Regions from separate parts of the Sus scrofa genome. Here region 2 is linked to region 1. Evidence: chromatin contacts called from public HiChIP or PLAC-seq data. All regions are on one chromosome and are shown on one strand. Each heading gives the region's core, a stretch centred on a gene start, on an enhancer-like site or on the middle of the called end of the contact. The rest is flanking DNA. Distances are from core to core; before and after follow the strand shown.

Region 1 (4,324 bases), core at 529-3,028:
CAAGCCCCCCCGCCACGCACACACTGTGCCCATTCCATCACCCCGACAGGCTAAATATTGCCCTGGCCTTCCTGAAATACCCTTCCCCACACGGGTGGTTTTACAAGCTGCTAAAAGCAGGGCCATGTCCCCGGTGGAGGGAGAGAGCTATTCCGGGTCCGTGTCAGGTGTGGGCAGAGCCAGCCAGAAAGGGCCTGTCTGCGCCGCCCCCCCAAGCTGGCTCCTTCGCAGCCACAGTGGACAATTCTGGCAGCCAGCGCCACTGGCACCCAGCAGAAGAGGGTGAGGTCAGGCCAGTTTGTCAGTGGCCCCCTCCCCAACGCACACACTCACACACACACTGTTCCATATCTGACTCGGCCAGGCCCAGGCGCTGGAACTGTCCATCAGACACCACGCAGGGTGGGGCCACACCGCTGTCGCCCAGAACCCACCCCGAGGCGCCAGGACAGCCAGGCATGCCCAAGATTCTCCACGGCGCTGTGTAACAGAGAAGGCGTCCGCGGGCCACAGACATGCGGCAGCTTTGGCGACGAGGCCCGGTCGGAGGGGGCTGTACCGGGATGCACAGGCCCCCAGTGCTTCTGTGCTCCTGCCCGGGGCCCCTCCCTTGTGGTGTCCATGGAAATACCACTGCGCCCTCACCCCACACCTGCAGACACTGTCAGGCGTCATCACAGTCCATCTTGGCCACCTGCGCATTAGGTGCTGTTATCAATATCTCCTTTTCACCTGGGGACGCCGAGGCTCAGCGCCGTTAAGCCACTTGCTTCCAAGGTCACCCAACTTGGAAGTGAAAGAATTGGGATTTGAACCTGGGTTCTTGACTCCAGAGTCCCCCGTGGAGCCCCTGGATCAGGCTGTTTCCAGCCCCGCCCCCCAGGCAGTTTCGGGGTGATTCCACATCGGAGCTTGTTTTCAACTGGACTGAGCTGGAGACCACCAGCCAGGGACACGGGCAACCAGTCCCTGTCGCAGCCCCTTGCCCAGGCAGGGCAGAGGGTGTGCCGGTAGAGGGTGTGCCGGCAGAGCCCAACCTCTGAGCACTCCCCCTCCTGCCTGCGTCCTGGGCCATTTCCAACCTAGAGCATTTGGGGGCCCATGGACAGCCTGCCTTGTGCTCTCAGACCCGAAACTCAGAACTTCCCTGGGGGGAATCTTAGGCCTCTGGGGGGCCCGATGGGAGCTCCCGCTCCCCAACTGCCAGGTAAATGTTCATGCACACTCTTCTCCAAGCAGTTCCGGGGGCTGGCACCCTGAGCCGCCCCACCCCCCACCCCCCGGGGTCCAGCTGCAGCCCAGGCCCCTGCTGCACTTCGGGTCAGCTCTGGACGCCCCGCTGACAGCCAGGAGGGGTTTGTGACCAGCTCAGCTTCCGGATCTAGCCCCATGGGGAAGCTGGGCGGGGGGGAGGGGGGGGAGATGCAAGTGAGCTTTGAAAGTCACGCGCCCCACTCTCCAGGAGCCCAGCCCCCTCCCCCAAACATCAGGCCCGTAGGAAGGGGCACCAGCCCCACAGCTGCCTGCAGCCTGTGGGGGCCCTGTGCCCTCGATGACCAGAGGCCTTGGCTCTGCAACCAGAGCTACGGTGGGTAAATATAGCGCTGCCACTCACCGGCCGAGGGGCCCTCGCCGTCCGACATGGTGCAGGAGATGGGCGGGCAGCTGGCCACAGCCTGCAGGGACGCTCAGAGCCCTCAGCGGCTGTCACCCACCTGGTGGGGCTTGCAGCGGCTGGCCCTGCTCTGCGTCCAGTCCCCAGGCGGCGTCCCGCCCCGGCAGCCCCAGCCAACACCCCCCCCCCGCCCCTTCCCCGACGCTGGGCCGGGCAGATAAGAAGGCGCTCCAGGGCTGGGAGCCGGCGGGATTGGTGGATAAATCTGGGCACTGCCCTCCCCTGCCCCGGCCTCTCCCGGCAGCCTGAGAATGCAGCCTGAGAAACGGCTGCAGCCCTGGTCAGTATGCGAGACCCCCGCCCCAGCGGAGGGCCCCGAATGCCTGCAAGCTCTTCTACCCAGTGAGGGGCAGTTATGGGCGTCAGAGGAGAGTGACAGGGATGTCACCCAAGGGGCATGTGCTGGGTGCCAGAGCTGTGCCCAGAGCTGCCACACTTGTCATCATGCTCAGCTCTCCAGGGCAGCCACCCCTATCATCTCCATGTCACAGAGGGGGTTAAGTGACCCACCCAAGGCCACTTGACCAGTTAGACGCATGACGGGAGCTGGGATCCGGAGCCAGGCTATCTGTCTCCAAGGCGACCGGAAGCTGCGCCCCTTGCCTTTGATTGATGGGCAGATGAGAGTCCATATTTAGGAGTGCCTCTTGGGTTCCAAGCACTCTGCCTGTACCGTGGTGGCTTTGGGTTGAGGGGCGGGGATGGAGATGGAGCCATGGGGGGGCCATGTGACTCTGACACAGAGTGGGTGCTCAGGAAACATGGATCGAGAGAACACACCTCTGTAAGCCCTTAGTAAGCACTCCCTGCCTGCTTGCCTAAGAGCTAACTTGGTCCCTTTCCTGGGTCCCCACAAAGGCCTGGACCAGAGACCTGGACAATTTGAAGTAGAGGCTCCGAGCTGAGGTCCCAGGGCTGGGAGCCAGGGGCTCCTCCAGGTCTACCTGGCTCTGTGTGCAGAGAAGAGAAGGCTGGTATCAACCTTAGAGAGATACTGGAGGGCTTCCTGGAGGAGCTGGTGTTTGAGTTACATCTTTGACAGATAAGAATGTCTTTTCTGGGGAAGTGGAGTCACTCCAGGAAGAGGCCAGCAGGTGCCAAGTTAAGAGGTGGGAAAGCTCGACTGGACAGTGACCAGGGTCCCTGGCAGGGGCTGGACGTGGAGTGACCCCAAGGAAAGAAGACAGCTGGTGCCTGTGGAAGAGGAGGCATCCCAGGCTGGGGAAGCCAGGAGAGGCTTCCTGAGGGAGGAGGCAGATGCTCATGCTGAAGCACCCATGAGCCTCAATAAAACAAGAAGGGGAATGGCCCTGCAATGCATCCAGCCGCTCTTCCATGGCAGTGGGGCGTTTCCCACCTCGGAGACCTGGGGCGGAAGGCAAGAGGGGCCCCTTCCAGAGACGGGGTTGGGGAAGGGCTATAGAGTCCACCAGCTGTTCAGAGAGAACAGCGAAGGAATTCAATCCCTGGGAGATGGCTCCAGCCTCTTGGCCTCTGCCCGTGTTCTTCCCTTGGTCAGGAATTCCCTGACCTCCTCCCGGATCTCCTCCTCGGGGAAGCATGTCTGATGCCCCCGAAGGAGGTCAGACCCCTGCATGCCACTTTGCAAACTCTGACCTTACTGTGGGCAGTGTCTGGTCCTGGCCGTGTCTACCCCTTGATTGGCTCTTGCTGTTCTGAATGGTAATGAGCTTACTGTCCCTGGAGGTATGTAAGCAGGGCTGGCCAGCCACGGACAGAGGACACAGTGGAGAGTTCAAGCAGCAGATGGCAATTAGATTAAATGGTTTGGGGTCCCTCTAGAGTGACCACCTGTTCACCGTTTTCCTGGGCCTTTCCCTGTTTGGGCCCTGAAAGTCCTCGTGTGTCTTGGGGACCCTCTGTCCCAGTCCAAACAGGACTGTTGTTCATCCTGGGCCCCTCTTAACTAAGTTTTTTTTTTTTTTTTTTTTGTCCTTTTCTAGAGCTGCACCTGAGGCATATGGAGGTTCCCAGGCTGGGGGTCTCATCAGAGCTGTTGCTGCCAGCCTACACCACAGCCATGGCAATGTGGGACCTGAGCTGCATCTGTGACCTACACCACAGGTCACAGCAACACCGGATCCTTAACCCACTGAGCAAGGCCAGGGATCGAACCTGGAACCTCATGGTTCCTAGTCGGATTCGTTAACCACTGCACCACAATGGCAACTCCAACTGAGATTTTTTTTTTTTTTTTTTTTTTTGTCTTTTTGCCATTTCTTGGGCCACTCCCGTGGCATATGGAGGTTCCAGGCTAGGGGTCAAATTGGAGCTGTAGCCACCGGCCTACGCCAGAGCCACAGCAACGCGGGATCCGAGCCGCATCTGCAACCTACACCACAGCTCACGGCAACACCAGATCGTTAACCCACTGAGCAAGGGCAGGGATCGAACCCATAATCTCATGGTTCCTAGTCGGATTCATTATCCACGACAGGAACTCCTCAACTGAGATTTTTATTTTAAGTAAGAAAAAAAAAAGACAAAGCAAGACTGGAATCGTCCCTGGAACCATCCCCCACCCCCACCCCAGAAATCCCCCTCCTCCCTCCGCATCACAGGACATGATTCCAGGACGTGGATTCTGGGAGGGAGTGGAAACTCGCTGCCCTGTGCCTTGGGAGGGCA
Region 2 (4,324 bases), core at 1,236-3,735, 130 kb before region 1:
ACCTACGTATCACAGAGGGTTCCCAGCGTGTGTGCATATCAGAGGGTCTTCCGATTCATCTCTGGGGCAAAGGGGTCACCCCGCACCTGAAGAGCAGGAACCAGTGGATAAGACGCCTCTTACCTTTCACTGTTCTTCTTGCCACTAGAAGAACTGCTAGTGGATCCCGTGCGATTCCGGTTCCCTTTGGAATCGCCATAGCTCTCCCGTCGCCCGCCAGGAGACACCCGTTCAGAAGAGCTGGTCCTCTTGATGGTGCTAAAAGCACAACATAAGTGACAGTGAAACCCTTCGTGGAGTGATTGTATTTTATTGCTGAGCGTCTGTTTTCACAGAACGTCCTATTTCCATGTGGACATTTGAAAGATACACTGGTTCTAAATTCCCCACTACAGAGATCAAAAGACCTTTCAGGATGTCACCTTGAGATCGATGCCTCTACGCACTGCCTTTGGAGCCGGGGCAATTCGTGCAGTTCAAGGTCATCGAGGAAGCGGAAACATAAGCTCCCCGACCCCTCTGCGAGAACTCTCCAGGGACTTAGTGGGAGGTGACCCCCGCCCCTGCGCAGGCTTCAGTTAGACTGGTGGAGCTGCACTAGGGGGTCACCCTGCCCCTCCAGGGACACCTGGCAATTTCTGGAGACCTTTTGCTTATCACACTAGGGGGAGAGGGTTGCTACTGGCATCTAATGGGTAGAGGCCACAGATGCTGCTAAACACCCTACAGTGCCCATGACAGCGCTGAGACCATGAACGATCCAGCCCGCCATGGCACTAGTGCTGCTGCTACTGAAGAACTCTGGTTTAAAGGCCCACGTGGGACAAACATAGGGTGCCACATGTAACACTGGACACATTCCACGCCCTGCAGGAGGCCAGCTGAGAGGTGGTACCCATGCCAGCTCTTCCTTCCTTCTGTGTGACCAGAGGGACTACTGTGGACATCTGGGAAAGGCTTCCTGCAGATCGTGACTTTCCGGCAGAGCTCAAATGAACGGCTTGAATGTGTCACAATGACACGGTAGGGAAGAGGGTGTCCTAGGAAAACAGATACCCCACGCACAGGTAATTCACAGACAGGAGGGGCCATCGGCCAGGCCAGGGTTTGCAGGTTGACGGTTTGCTCTTGAAGCCTGGGAGTGTATTACAGTATAAAGCGTTCTTTAGCATCCTCATTAGGCCGTATGTTTCTTGCGATCCTGTCTCAGTTATCCTTCTTATTAGAGGGATATGTGTCTTTGCAGAGCCCAGGATAGGAGCAGGATAAATATTTATTCAATGAGAGGATGGACTAAATGAAACAATAATGAATGGGAGAGTCCCATGGACCCCGTTGCAGGAAGAGGCACGAGATGCTGTAATTCAGCACCTGTTCTGAGAGAAAGAAGGACAGGGATGGAGGCAGTGCTGCTCCAGGGCCGGGCTGTGGGGGGAGGTCTGGTCCGGGTGCACAGAGCCAAGTGGGGATGGGCGATAGCGCACGCCGTAATCCGGGAGGTGGCTCGGGACCTGCACGGTCAGCTGGGTATCACTGAGCCCCAGACGGGGAGCAAATTTCCCCGCCAGGAAGAAGAGACGATGAGAAGGGAGAGAGGCCCAGGGAAAGAGGAATTTTGTTAGACACGAGCTGAGGAACTGCCATGCGAATCTGAGGGGGCAGAGAAAAGGAGGCGGGGGAGCCTGGGGGAGGCAGAACCCAGAGGGGCTGGTTAGTGAAGGCTGCTGGGGCTGCAGGGGAGGGACCCAGCTGATGCAGCTCAGGGGCTCCAGTGAGCCCAGCGCCGGGGGAGGGTGGTAAAAGAAAGGGATTTCAACCGGAACGTGAGACAGCAAGACTGAGGCTGGCCCTGGGCTGGACCCCAAAGCTCTCCGTCCTCACAAGTAAATAACAGACAAACAGACTCACAGACTTCGAAAGCAAACTTACGGTCACCAAAGGGGACGGGCGGAGGTAGGGAGGGATGGACTGGGAGCCGGGGACTGGCATATGCACACTATGAGACATGGAATGGATGCTCAGTGGTACACAGGGACCTGCTGTCCAGCACAGGGAACTCTACCCAAGGTTCCGGGATAACCTACCTGCGAAAGGATGTGTGTCCATAAACAACTGAATCACTTTGCTATACAGCAGACACTACCACCACACTGTACATCAAATATACTTCGATAAAAGTTTTAAAATAAAAAAAGGAAAAAAATTTTAAAAATGGATTTAGAGTCTGTGAGAGCCCAGAGGCTCCGCTGCCTTCCCTTCCTTCTCTTTTCCTCCACGGCTGTCCCTTCCTTCGGCCAACTTTCAGTCCTTTTAAATCTGCAACTTCCAATTGGTCAGTAAACAATCACGTAGCGTGTTTTTAAAAACGGCTCGGCGTATCGGCTTTTGAAAAGCCACCCGGCTTTGTGAGCGGGTGATCATAACTACGTGACCCACACTCGAGATGCTCTGAAGACACTTGCAGTGTCGTCTCTCTGGTAACTGAGGAGGCCCTGAGCCGACAGCTGGGATCTGCACGGGCGTGCCTTCAGGTCACAGTGTGCATTTTTAGAACTCTCAATTTGAGGACAAGGAAATTACAGATCGTAGGAGAGCAACATACTTCTGAGCCCTGGGACTGAAGTCTGAAAATGACAGAAGCCTTTGGGGCTTAAAGCCCAAGATCTTCCAGTGACGAAAAACACCAAGCTAATTTCACGTCGTGGGATCTCTCTCTCTCTGCCACGCGGCCGGCACAAAGCTCTTGGGCACAGTGCCCCGGCAGCTGGCAGCCCCGAGCGTCACCTCCACGGCGTCCCTGTGGGAGTTCAGGGCGAGTTCACGGCAATTTAGAGACTTGTACAAAACTCCCTTAAAGAGCTGAAAACCCATGACTGTTCATCAATGACAGCAAAGGCTGACCAGCGTGCTAACAAGTCACATTTGACAGGGTGGTTGGAAGGGTTGAGGGGTGTCAATGACAGACACGTGGGCGGCAACAGGGCACATACATCAAGAGCTTTGCCTCTTACACGGGTCATTTAATTTAAACCTCAAATCCCCTGCCAAAGTATCATTATCCCCATTCTACAGATGAGGGAACAACTTCAGGGGTCTAAAGGAACACGTGTTTGAGGCTACTTGACTGCGTGTTCTCTCTGAGCCGCCTAATGAAGACAACCTGTGGTTTATGAAGCCCCCAAATACACGGGTTTTGAGGACCCACAGAACAGAGATGGAGAACATCTAAAAATCCAACAGAGGTCAATCATTATTAATACAGAGTTATATGGTACAAGACTTGATCCGCGGCAGGCATCGGATAAAACCCTCTAAGCTACCGCGCTACAAGGGAGGGGGAAAGACAGAAGCAGCAGCGAGGGTTACAAAGGCAATCTAAGGACCCCTCACCTGGGTGTTGATCTGTTCAGTTTGCACGCACTGAGAAGACTCACAGACCTGTTTAATCTACGCACGAGAGGCACAGAAACAAAGCAGAATAAACATGAGTGCAGGAAGGAAAGCGCGGAAAAACACTTTGGTAATAAGCTTCAATACATTTCAGAACTCACCACACATTAAAATTGGAAATCATTTTGGTTTTTCATGTACAGACTTGGGTATCACCCATCACAGCTCTTTCAAGATATTTGTCATTCATACATTGGCATTACCATGTTAAGCTTGAAAAAAAAATGTTATTGTTGTCGACAGAAAACAAACGAGACATTTCCTTTTGAGAGCCAAGCGCTCTCATGAGCTAAAGAGGATTTACTAGGACTCGGGGTGAAGGACAGAAAACAGAGCTTGAAGACAAGACATTTGCAGGAACAAGGGCAGCCAGGAGTAACACTGTATATTCACTATGAGAAGCATCCTTACATAACCAGTGGGGAATATCGAAGAAGCTGTCTCCTCTGGACAGCAAGTGAAAAAGCATGGTCTTTGTTTTGAAAGTGGTGGAAGTCCTACCTTGTGAGAGAGTGCCTAACAAGACAGCACATTTTTCAGGGCTTCGGGCATCTGTGCGGAGATGCACTGATACCCACCATAGCTTCTCTTCCCTTCTGTTCTCGACCCCTGCTCCCACACCCCAAACCTTTCATGTTCTGAAAATACAGTGGCTCCGTACATGACGCTACAGCGGCATCCAACGGCTTTTGCCGATTTAAATTTCAGACACAATAAAATTTCTGCCACGGACAAGAGAGGGAAAGGGGCCATCTTTCTTATGGTTAAATTTCAGCTCTGAGTGTGATAAGCTACCATGACATCTTTCCTTCATGATGGGACTTGGAAACAAGAACTGGTCTTCCAAAATTGTGCCAAAAACATTCCCAACTTC

Evidence for each region. HiChIP or PLAC-seq counts read pairs in DNA pulled down with a chosen protein or histone mark.
Region 2: an H3K27ac HiChIP or PLAC-seq map of skeletal muscle shows a contact between it and region 1. The contact joins the enhancer-like site here to the promoter of EML1 in region 1. A contact is called at or near these places in 3 of 5 promoter capture datasets (fetal skeletal muscle and liver), 19 of 47 Hi-C or Micro-C datasets (alveolar macrophages, embryonic fibroblasts, fetal heart ventricle and 10 more) and 1 of 2 datasets of contacts at active chromatin or transcription factors (skeletal muscle).

What each region holds. Positions count from the first base shown.
Region 1 is chr7:120,700,736-120,705,059 of Sscrofa11.1, reverse strand. It overlaps EML1 (echinoderm microtubule-associated protein-like 1), which reads right to left and starts at 1,778. Exons shown (of 23, transcript XM_021099697.1): 1 at 1,616-1,778. The coding sequence starts at 1,643.
Region 2 is chr7:120,833,617-120,837,940 of Sscrofa11.1, reverse strand. It overlaps EML1 (echinoderm microtubule-associated protein-like 1), which reads right to left. Exons shown (of 23, transcript XM_021099697.1): 4 at 124-258. Among named protein-coding and RNA genes, the nearest start is that of EML1, 130 kb to the right of the region's middle. Within about 2 kb of position 2,485, at least 8 of the 83 cell types and tissues checked have an H3K27ac peak or open chromatin away from gene starts, as enhancers often do. A contact at or near this core is called in skeletal muscle, where this site is marked.